Regions from separate parts of the Sus scrofa genome. Here region 1 is linked to region 2. The links are chromatin contacts, called in public HiChIP or PLAC-seq maps. All regions are on one chromosome and are shown on one strand. The core of a region is the stretch at or near the end of the contact, and the rest is flanking DNA. Distances in the headings are between cores, read along the strand shown.

Region 1 (5,404 bases), core at 1,776-4,275, 35 kb before region 2:
GTTAAGTCTCAAGTATGGTGTTAAGGCTCTTTACAAAAGATACTCTTTTTTACATTCCCTTCATAAAATCACTTTTTAAACTGCATAAAAAGCAGGGGAGGAAAAGAATGTGCCAGGTCCAGATATTTGTTTTTACACACATTCTCCCTTAAGAGATGTTTAGATTCCGGAGTATTCCCTTATATTCTGGTTTAAATGGCTAAACTCCCTTACATTCCTATTTAAAGTTTTTTTGTTTTTTTTGTTTTTTTTGGTTTTTTTTTTGGTCTATCTTGTGTTCTGTCCCTCTTTTCTCCCTCTTTAATTCACCTTTGTCCTTAATGGTGAAAATACACTCTGTGGGAGTTCCCATCGTGGCTCAGCAGTAAGGAATCTGACTAGTATCCATGAGGACTTGGGTTCAATCCCTGGCCTTGATCAGTGTGTTAAGGATCTAGCGTTGCTGTGGCCAGCAGCTGTAGCTCCGATTTGACCCCCAACCCTGGAATTTCCATATGCCTGGGATGCGGCCCTAAAAAAAGACACCCTCTGTAATTCCAAATTATTTTTCAATTCTGTTTTTTTTTTCCCTGAACTCTATAGCTTTCTCAGGTTTGAGAGCCATGGAAGAGTATCTTGCTACACAGGATGAATGTTTGATACATGGGTTTCCCTGCAACACCTAAAATTTGTCACTTTTTTAAGGTTTCTACATATGACACTGCTCTAATTTTAAGAGAAAAGGTGGACCTTTTGCTGGAGGAGATTTGGACTGACTCGCCAAAGAACTCATTGATGTATACTGAGTAATGTGTTATGGCAGATAGAACCATGATAAATGTGTTAATATATCCTCTACAGCCTGTTCAATTTTACACATGAATCAGTCTATAAAATCAACAATCTCAGATTGGAACTTTAGTACATCAAGTTTCTGAAATACACAAATCTGTGTTACAGCCACTGCAGAAATGAGAGCAAAATTGAAACATCAAATTTTAAATCATCATATCTTTGTATTTCTATAAAAGGAACTCCTTTTCAAGTTTATGGGAATTTTACTTGACATTCTTTTGTTCTCCTTGGATAAGGCCCACCTCAGTGCCCGGATTTAAATCCCTAGCTTTATCACAGCAGGCAACCTAACTACCAACAACTGAGTATGGTGTTTTCTCTGGTTCCTGGCATGTGTATGCATGCCAGCCTGTTTCTCCGGTTTGCCTGCCCACTAAATGAACAAGAGAAGCCAGGAAGCCCAAGGAGACATCTGGACACGTATGGTCTGGCCCCCAAACTCAAAAGCAACACCTCAAGGTCCAAATATAATATTCTCCAAAGTGATAGTTTTCCTATAAGTAGATTAATAGAATGTGCTGGAAATGGGCCCTTTTTTTTTTTTTTTTTCCTCTGCACAATTCGAGGTATAGTTCTCAAGAGTGGTAATTGCATGCCCAAATCACATAGCATTAGTTAGGAATGGAAAATCACCCTTCTCCTACAGTTCTCAGATCCTCAAGGACAGTTTCTCTGATCATGTCTTTTTTTTTTTTTTTTCTTTTTTTTTTTTGCCATTTCTTGGGCTGCTCCCGCGGCATATGGAAGTTCCTAGGCTAGGGGTCCAATCAGAGCTGTAGCTGCCAGCTTACGCCAGAGCCACAGCAACGCGGGATCCGAGCCGCGTCTGCGACCTACACCACAGCTCACGGCAATGCTGGATCGTTAACCCACTGAGCAAGGCCAGGGATCGAACCCGCAACCTCATGGTTCCTAGTCGGATTCGTTAACCACTGCGCCGCAACGGGAACTCCTGATCATCTGTCTTAAATTAACACCCCAACACAGCCAATTTCGTTTTATTTATACCATTTTTACTATATGAAATTTACCTTGTTCATTTACTTATTTGTTTATGGAGTGAGTTTCTCTCACCCACCAGAATGAAAACTCCACGAGAGCAAAGACCTTGTCAGTCTTGTTCTCAGCTCTTTCCTCCAAGCCTCGTTCCTGGCATATAACAGGTGCTCAATATTTGTTAAGTGAATGAGCAAGATAAGGATAGAATTTCCTCTAAGCATTTTTGAACCTTGTCAACAAGACTGTTTTAGAGGCTGGCTTGGACTATATTGAAGAGGTGAGAGTGGGTCAGGGAAACTGGGTTATACCATCTTCAGTGAAATGGAGAGTGCTGCCTTCACGGAAGGCATTAGCTCAATAGGGTAATACAAGTTAATCCATCCAAAGTCATTTTCCTGATGCAGATGCTTATGAGGCAAAGGCAGCATTAAGTCATTGTGGATATGGAGATGAATTTGAATCTAGTAAGGAGGTACTTGTGAAAGGATGCCCTTGGCAAAGCAATGCTTTAGGTTGGTTTGAAGCCCAATATTAAATGGACAAAAGTGTTATGAAGAGTAGAGGAGACAGCTACATTTTTCAGCATGGACACAACTACATGATTTTACTGGTTAATAATAACCCTGTCACGGTTTAGGACAAGTCAAAACAGAAATTGTGTTTATGAAAAGAGATGGTGATATATAAATATAATCCAGTGCACAAAATAGAGAAAAGTTTAAAAATCTGAATGTGTTCTTTTCTTTGTAATGGTATAACATGTTACTTCCCATTCTGTGTTTACCCGTAAATGACTTGCTGCTTTTCCCATTTCCATTTTCATTCCTCTTTGCTTCAAAGCACTTGTTTCCTGTGATTAAAAGGTGGTTTAGTGATGCTCTGTTGCAAAGTAGTCACCACTTGGTCTTGCCTAATCTGTGGTCTCTATAGACCTCTCTCTGCTATCAGTACACCCTTTACCATAGAGCTTAATCCTCTCCAGGCCCTATGGCAGGAAGATTTCTCAGACCTCTAGTCCCAAGCCTGGCACTCAGCCTTCTGCTCCCTCTGCTATTTACTGGGCAGCCATAACCTTGGCCCCCCTCTGAGCACTGACTCACAGCTCTTTTCTTGATCTGGAAGCCCTGGCCTTTTAACCTGAGTGGAACTTGATTTTCTCTCTGCCTGTTGTCTGGACTCTGCTCTCTGGAGCCTGTCCCAGTCCTACAGCACAGACTCTGCTGGGCACTAATAGATACTCCTGATGGCAATGCTTGTTTCCCTTCAGCTTTGTTCCTAGATTCTCTCCTTCTGTATTCTATCCATCTATCAGGCCTCCTTTCCCCCATTACCTCAAAGTGGACATCCTGATGCCTGCTGCTCTCCTGGGCTACCACCTGTTGTTTGCTCACTGCTCTCTGGCTATCAGGTACTGCCTAGCACACTGTAGTTGCTCCCACCAAACACCTGGAGCTGTGGCCTCCCCACCCTAGTTCCCACTCAGCCCACAGTAAATCTGTCCTTCCCCATCCTATAGCAGTTCACTACCCTCACCACCCTGCCTTTCTGTCCTGAGAGCAGTGGATTTATGACCTCTTATACTTTATTTTTTTGACCAGATATAACTAATTAAAGGCAAATGGATATAGTTGGTTTTTGTTTTTATTTAGCTAAATAAAGTATTAAGGTGTAATAGGTGCTTGTGTATGAGTATGTAATTGTATGTGTATATATATGCATATTTGTATGTGTATATATATCTTACCTCTGAACACTGATTCTACTCAAGAATTCCTTTGGTGCTAATAGTCCAGAAATCCCAGCATTTGGAGCTAGGTATGATTACCTTGTGAATGACAAGGTGTCATGATAGGGATTCAGGCTGAGATAACTGGGAAGAGACAATCCCGGATCAGGAATGTTGTGTCATTAGCAGCTATACTGTATCTACTGTCCATGGTCTACATGGTTATCCAGATACATTCCTAGGTGTGGTGTGTCACCAATGGGAACAGACATGCTAGTTTATCCACCACGTGTGTTTCCATCCCTGTGCTGGACATAAAGTTATAGAGGACAGGAACTGTCTTTTTCTCACTCCATGGTATCCCTACAATCTAGCATGCTGCCTTGCACACCGGAAGCCCTGAAGATAATTGATAAATCATTTTGTTCTCTATTGTTAGTTTGCCCTCATTTGTTTCTTTTATTTTTAATCAATGGTGGGGGGGGAGAGGAGTTTTTAATATTTTTAAGGATTCATATTACTTATCTTGATGAAAGTCTAACAAATGACTGTTATGATAACACAGAACTATCATTGACTTTAAATTTTACCAACTCTTTTCAATGAATAATGCTTGAGTTCTGGAGTTTCAGTTGCACTTTAAGACAACATCCTCCATTCTTTCATGAGGAAACATAATCATACATTTAACCCGTACCCAATACCTGTCAATATTTCTTTTAAAATGTAGATTTACAGGGAGTTCTTGTTGTGGCTCAGCAGGTTGTGAACCTGACTATTATCCATAAGGATGCTGGTTTGATCCCTGGCCTTGCTCAGTGGGTTAAATATCTGGTGTTGCCACAAACTGCAGTAGGTCACTCTGATTTGACTCCTAGCCTGTGGGAACTTCCAAATACTTCAGGTACAGCCTGAAAAAAAAGAAAATGTAGACTTTGCATTTAGTTTGCTCCCCACCTTAAAATCTACCTTCCTCATTGTATACCTGAATTATTCTAGCTATCCTCCTAATTGGTGATTCCCTCTGTCAACTGATCTTGCTCAGTTTTTCCAGATTTCACTTAATGAATCACTACACTCATCAACGTCTGGAAACTACAGCTGTATGGCAGCATTCTGTTAGATTGGTCTATCCACTTCCTGCAGAATGGGCCACATTCATTTTCCTTTTAACATCATTCTCTGCCTGCCATGCCTAAGTACCACCTCTTGCAAGAAGTCATCTATTGTTACTCCATCCTAAACTTTTCTCTCTATAGTTTCTATCACTGACTTTTTTGCACAGTTTAGCTGTTCCTATAGCTCTCACAAAAGATTTCATATCTTTATTCAGTTTCTAGCCTCCCACCCTGGGAAGGACAGTTTAAAGTATATCAAAAGAGCAGCCCCAAGCTGAGGCCTACCATTGTAATTGTCAAAATCTTTGCCTCTTTGTTTTCAAAGGTTCATCTGGAGCTGGAAGTTTGGTGACAAACTTCTCAATACATATGCTGTGCTGCTCTGTCCCTCAAGGTCAAAGAGGGCACTTCTGTTCCTCCTTCTTTTCTCCCCTCCCCTCCCCTTCCCTCTCCTACCACAGTTGCTGTAGTCACCTCACTGAACACCTCGGGTGGCTACATTGCAGGGCTCCCAGGGGCGCCATTTATATCCCTGATCTGTGTGAAAGATGCTCCCTGGAATTGTGTCGTACACAGTGTTCAGCTGGCCCCACTAGCACCATGAAGTTGCCGTTCTAATTGCAGGCAAGGAACCTAGTCCCTGGCTTGCTTAAAGAACTAGCTGCTGCTGCTGCTGCTGCTGCTGCTTTTTCTTGTTCTTTTTTTGGCCAAGTCTGCAGCATGCACA
Region 2 (5,693 bases), core at 1,124-3,623:
CATATGCTGTGGGTGCAGCTCTAAAAAAAGAAAAAGAAAAAGAAAAAAAAAAAAAAAAAAAAAAAAAAGCTAATGGTCAAAGGAGAGGAACGTTGCCCACTTACCCCCATGATTTTGGTGTTGCACTTGGCACAGACTGGGGCGAAGAACTGCTCATAACACCGCTCACAGTAAACATTGTTCTGCTCCTCCACAAAGCATACATCTGCCAGGGAGGTCTTGCAGTAGGCACAGTTGAACTCTTCTGGGTGCCAGGAGCGGCCCATGGCTACCAGAAAGGGGCCCCTGAAGAAGCAGAGAACAGTACCTCCTAAGGCAGCCCCCAAAATTTAAGGAGATATTTCAAAACCTCCAATAACATTCATACTTTGACCCTGTAACCCTGACTTTTGTGACTGTTCTAATGAAATAACGTGAAATTCAGATAAAGCAAAAAGATGCTCACTGCTGCATGCTTACAATAAAGAGAAAATGGGAAGCAACTCAAACATCCACTAGTAGGGGACCATGTAAGTGTACCATGGAATATTCAATTGACTATTGATAATTATAATAAGAAGAGCAATGACAACGGTGCTGATGGCTAGCACTTATTAAGCGTTCACTCTGTGCCAGGCACTACTCAAGAAGAAATTTGCATTTATTAATATGCTTAATTCTCACAACAATCCTATGAAGCAGGTACTATTATGATACCCTTTTTCTGATAAGGAAGCTGAGGCACAGAGAGGTTAAATTGTTCAAGGCTATAGGACTACAGGCCCAGGACACAAATCTGGTTCCAGAATAGTACTCATAACAGTGGAAATGCTTTATGTTTTAGTTTTCACTTTTCGGAATTTTCTAATTCTTTTCTAATAAGTATATTCTCTCTAATGATACTTTGTTTTTAAATGAAAGTATACTGTTTACATATATCAGTTTGGCCCCCACACACATGCACATACTATAAACATACTGTATCCAAACAAGCCCCACCCATGATCCTTGGCTTCTACACATGAAATGACTTGTTTTCCTTTTAGTGTGGCAGATGCCCACCAAAGCCCTGAGCAGCATGGGCCTGTCTGTGGAAAGACCCAGAAGCAACCCTAAAGGAAAGCTGGGTCAAACCAGCACTGTCTGCCAGCTTGCAACATGCCCAATAAACCTACCAGCCAGACCTGAGATTCTCAGAACCCAGCCTTAGCCTGAGGGGATGGAGCTGGCACAGGCACTGCGCTGAGAGCTTCACCCACTTACCTCATGGAATTCTCCCAACTTCCCAGGGATGTGCGTGTCCCATAGGTATGGAAGCTAAACCTCAGAGAGGGTCAGACCAGAAGGTGTCAGACCACCAGCCTCAGGTCTGCCCTGCACGCAGTCCTCTCCCTACACCTGCCCTCCCATCCCCCTATCTTCCCAGCGCCCCAGCCAGGGGAAACAGCGGATCTTACCGGATGATGCTGTTGCAGTGGCCACAGAGCGGAGTCCGGCTGCTGGCTGGGAAGCGCTCGGCCCTCTGGACAGTACCCCTGGCAAGGGGGGACACCTGGGGACCCTGCAGCGGTGGGGTATAGGCAGGGGCCCCTCGGGGCAGGCTCTGCTTGCTGATGGAGGTGGTGCTTTTGCCCGGGGCAAACTTCTGAGAGAAGCTGTCATCTGTCACCCATGGGGGGCGGCTGGCAGACTCCGCAGGGCCCCCACTGTAGGGCGTGGGGTTATAGCTTGGGGCTGGTGAGGGGTATAGGCTGGTGCAGGTGAGGGGGAGTAGGTGGGGGCAGGGGAGGGGGTGTAGGCAGGGGCAGGGGAAGGGGTGTAGGGGGTGGGACTGTAATTGGCCCCTGGGGATGGGCTGTAGGTAGATGCAGGCACTGCAAGCCAAAAATACCCAAAGAAACAAGTGTCAGGAATTCATTTCTCCCAACTTCCTCCACACCCAGCCAGAGAACTGTAAAAGACAAGTTTAATATTAGAGCAGCCCAGTTCCAATTTTTGCAGGAGACACATCCCTGCACTTCTTGATGGCCTCAATTTGAATTTGCAGCAGGGAGCCAAGGGAGATAAAGAGTCATCAGAGCAGAGCCCTGGGAGCTTGGACAGGGCTGGGAAGGAATAGAGCTAAAAATATCTGCAGCTGTGTGGGGTGGGGCAGTCAGGCCTTGGCTGCTAGAGGCCTGCAAGAGAAGGCAGTGGGGGGCAGGGGGTGCCGGGCAAGGTTCATATCTGGATCCCCTCGGCTGGGAAGAGGGTGGAAGTGGGTCAGCCTTGGCCTTGACTAGAAGATGCTTTCGGTTGCACTCTGACCAGTGATTTGACATCTGAAATGCCTCAGTGGCATGCATTTGCTGAGCCTGGACTGAGTCCAGCCTTCCAGATGACCACGCAGTTAGGTTTTCAAGTTCAGGTTTCAGGTTTCTTGGCTTGACTTATACTGGGGGGGGGGGGGGGACACACAGTATTTTGGTTTGACTCAGGGTTGAGGGGTCTTGAAGGAGTCATTCAGAGGGGACCTGGGTACAGATGCTGGGGTGACCCAGCCCAGGCCTAGCTGCTCCCTCAGCCTGTGACTGCCTCTGGGGGACCCAAGCTCCCCTACATTACTGTGGTGGAAACTGAGAGTGTGTCTGATACTGTGTAGAGGTTACGGAAGAAACCGAGGGCAGGAGGAGAATGCACTGTCCCACTTCTGGAACTCCCTTCTCCAGCTCACTGAGAGCTGAACACCTTTTTAGGGCAGCAACACAAAGAGGCATAGCAGCTGCTCACTCAAAGCTGTCCCAGGCCTGGGCCCTCAAAACCCAGACTTCTAAGTTCTGCTGCCTCCCATTGCAAACCCTACCTGGGGCAGACCCAGCTGCATCTGGCACACATGGTCCTGCCAGCTTCCCCTTCTAGGGAGGGCAGATCCAGAAGTCTCTCCTCATCTCCCAGTCTGCTCCTCTGGAAAGAGGCCTCATTGTCCCCACCTGATTCTTGAGTCTGGCCTGGTGAAGAGCCTATGCTGAGGCAGCTCCTGTCAGGCTCCAGCTTAGAAAGGAGGGTCGGTTATTTTCAGGGCAAAAAGTCCTGGCCTGGCCTCTGGTCTCTCCCACCTGGTTCCCCGGGTCTACCTTCGATGGCCTGTGGCTTGCTGCTCCAACTCTACTACCTTCTACTCCCAGATGACTGGCTGTTCAGAGTTGGGTAACTTGGAAACCCCAGTGCTGGGAATGCATAGGGTCCAGGCCTGTGCCACTGAAACCATCCTGGGAGTGTTGCTGGTTTCCAAAGGTAAAACCTTCTCAGAAGGAATCTTCTGTCCACTTACTAAGAGGCACATAACAACAGGTCATCTGGGTTAGTTCTTTTTACAGCTGAGGTCACTGAAGCTCAGACAGAGACAGTAAGTGGCAGAGTCTCCAAAATCATTCTATCACCTCAAGCTGCCTCTGTAAAAAACATCATTCCAATTTCCAGAAGATCTGGGTGCACCATGTTATGGAGGTGTAACTACCAAGCTGGAGGAGACCCCAGGCTCTGGTGTGTAGCACAGCCATTGTTCAGGTTCCAGCTCCTACCACATCCTGGCTGTGTCCTTGGGCAAGTTCCTTAACATCTCTAGGCCTGAATTTCCTTGTCTAAAAATGGCAGTAGTAATCGTTAGTACCTCACAGGGTTGTCATGAGGATTAAGGGAGATAAGAACTACTTAGTACCTGGCACTGTGCATGTGTCACTAAATGTTAGTGAGGATGGTGAGGAGAGTGACTCCTGGGTCTCATGGTCCAGATGAACTGTCAGCTCATCTTAGCCTGATGGTCCCCTGAGGAGCCCAGCTCAGGGAGACTATAGGATATAGGGAGGGGGAGATGTGACACTCTGAAGTCAGGTGAACTGGGACTGAGTCTACTTATCAGTGATGCTAAGTATGACACCCCTGCCTGCCTCACAGGGTGGGTGCCTACCCATGCATTTTGTAAACTTGTGAAGCCCATATTTGAAATGTTGTCACCCTCCCTAACAGCATGGCATAGCTGCAAAGTGCCCAGAGCAGAGGGTCTCAGTGTGCTGGGGGAGGAGTGATGAAAAGAGGAAGAGGGGCTTCATCCCTCGCTGTTATGAATAGTGGGGTTCTGCACAAGATTTTTTATTTCCTTTTTTTGTAAAGTGGGGGACCTCTGCTAAATGGGATTATGAATGAGAGCCCTAATTCTGTGTCATCCAATACACAGCCCTACGTGGCTATTAAGCACCTGAAATGAAACTAGTCCTAATTAATATGGGCTGTAAATATAAAACACACACCAGAATTCAAAGATGGTACAAGAAAGGAAAATACCTCATTAATCATTTTTTTGTTTGTTTTTAAGGCTGCACTTGCAGCATATGGAAATTTCCCGGGCTAGGGGTTGAACTGGAACTGCAGTTGCCATCCTACACCACAGCCACAGCAATGCCAGATCCTTGATCCACTGAGTGAGGCCAGGGATCGAACCCACATCTTCATGGATACTAGTCGGGTTCTTAACCCACTGAGCCACAATGGGAACTCTGGTTTATTAAACTTCCCATTTCACTAATAATTTTATATTGTTTATACATTGAAATGGTATTTTGAATATACTGAGTTAGATAAAATACATTGCAATTAATTTCACCTGCTTCTTTTTACTTTTTTAAAAATGTAGCTACTAGAAAATGTATTGTCACTGGACAGTGCTGTCCTAATCAGGACAACGGTTACCAAGTACTGACTGCTTTCAAGTGCCAGGCCCTTGTATTATTTCAGGTAATATTCCATGCAATCCAATGAGGCAGATAGTATTTTCAAGTCATTTCACAGATGAGGAATTGAGGCTTGGAGAGCTTAGGTGACTCCCTCAAAGTTGTAGAGCTAGTGAACCATCTAGCTGAATCTGGAGCTCAGGCAGCAGGACTCAATTCCAGATTCCCTGCTTAACCACTCCCTAGGCAGCAAAACAGGCTTTAGCAAGCTCTTTCCACATCTGGCCCTTGCCCACTTTTCCAGCTTCCCTCCAGTAATACTAACCCTATTCTCTCTGCCTGGCAGCCATTCTCTTCCCTCCTCTGGGAAGACTTCCAGACTCCATGATCAACCCCCCCTTCTCTAAACCCCCACAGCACAAAGGTCTAAGCAGGTCAGAAGCATGCTGGTATCTGGGCCCCGGTGGGCTGCATCTTGGCCCCCAGGTAACTACTCCCCTAACCCCCTCCAGCTAAAGTCCTTTCCTTATTCGAGGAGGACCGGGCGGGCAGCTCCTCTCTGCCATAGCACCGCGTCCCAGGTGAGGATGGGGGCGCGGGGATACTGCTTCACAGCTCCAGCCCTTCACCTGGCTGGCCATACCATCCCCGACGTGCCCGGAGAGATCTGATATCCCATCTCAGAGCCCGGGGCTGTTGCTATTTCTGCTTGACGGAATGAAGCCCGTCCAAATTAGAAGGTGATATTTCATCTCTAATTGGCGAGTTCAAAAGGCCCCTATCACACTCGGCGGCTTAGGAATATGTAATTAAACAAGGTGATTTCTGACTCATTCCAGGTTGTGCCCGGCTCCCGAGAACAGCCGGCCCCCGCCTGGCCCGCGGGCCTACGTAGCCTCCTCCGGCCTGCGCCAGGCCCCTCCGCCCACAGCCCCCTCCCGAGCCCCAGGTGCTCCAGGGAGCGGCCGCCCAGCCTCGGCGCCGGCGATAAGATCCCACTGCGAACGC

Evidence for each region. HiChIP or PLAC-seq counts read pairs in DNA pulled down with a chosen protein or histone mark.
Region 1: a contact with region 2 is called in an H3K27ac HiChIP or PLAC-seq map of skeletal muscle. The contact joins two enhancer-like sites. A contact is called at or near these places in 1 of 5 promoter capture datasets (liver), 8 of 47 Hi-C or Micro-C datasets (embryonic fibroblasts, epiblast stem cells, fetal heart ventricle and 4 more) and 2 of 2 datasets of contacts at active chromatin or transcription factors (alveolar macrophages and skeletal muscle).

Annotation. Positions count from the first base shown.
Region 1 is chr14:87,736,767-87,742,170 of Sscrofa11.1, reverse strand. No RefSeq gene overlaps it. Among named protein-coding and RNA genes, the nearest start is that of LDB3, 79 kb to the right of the region's middle. Within about 2 kb of position 3,025, at least 15 of the 83 cell types and tissues checked have an H3K27ac peak or open chromatin away from gene starts, as enhancers often do. A contact at or near this core is called in skeletal muscle, where this site is marked.
Region 2 is chr14:87,700,876-87,706,568 of Sscrofa11.1, reverse strand. It overlaps LDB3 (LIM domain-binding protein 3), which reads right to left. Exons shown (of 15, transcript XM_005657425.3): 10 at 1,722-1,853; 11 at 1,437-1,719; 12 at 105-285. Among named protein-coding and RNA genes, the nearest start is that of LDB3, 43 kb to the right of the region's middle. Within about 2 kb of position 2,373, at least 8 of the 83 cell types and tissues checked have an H3K27ac peak or open chromatin away from gene starts, as enhancers often do. A contact at or near this core is called in skeletal muscle, where this site is marked.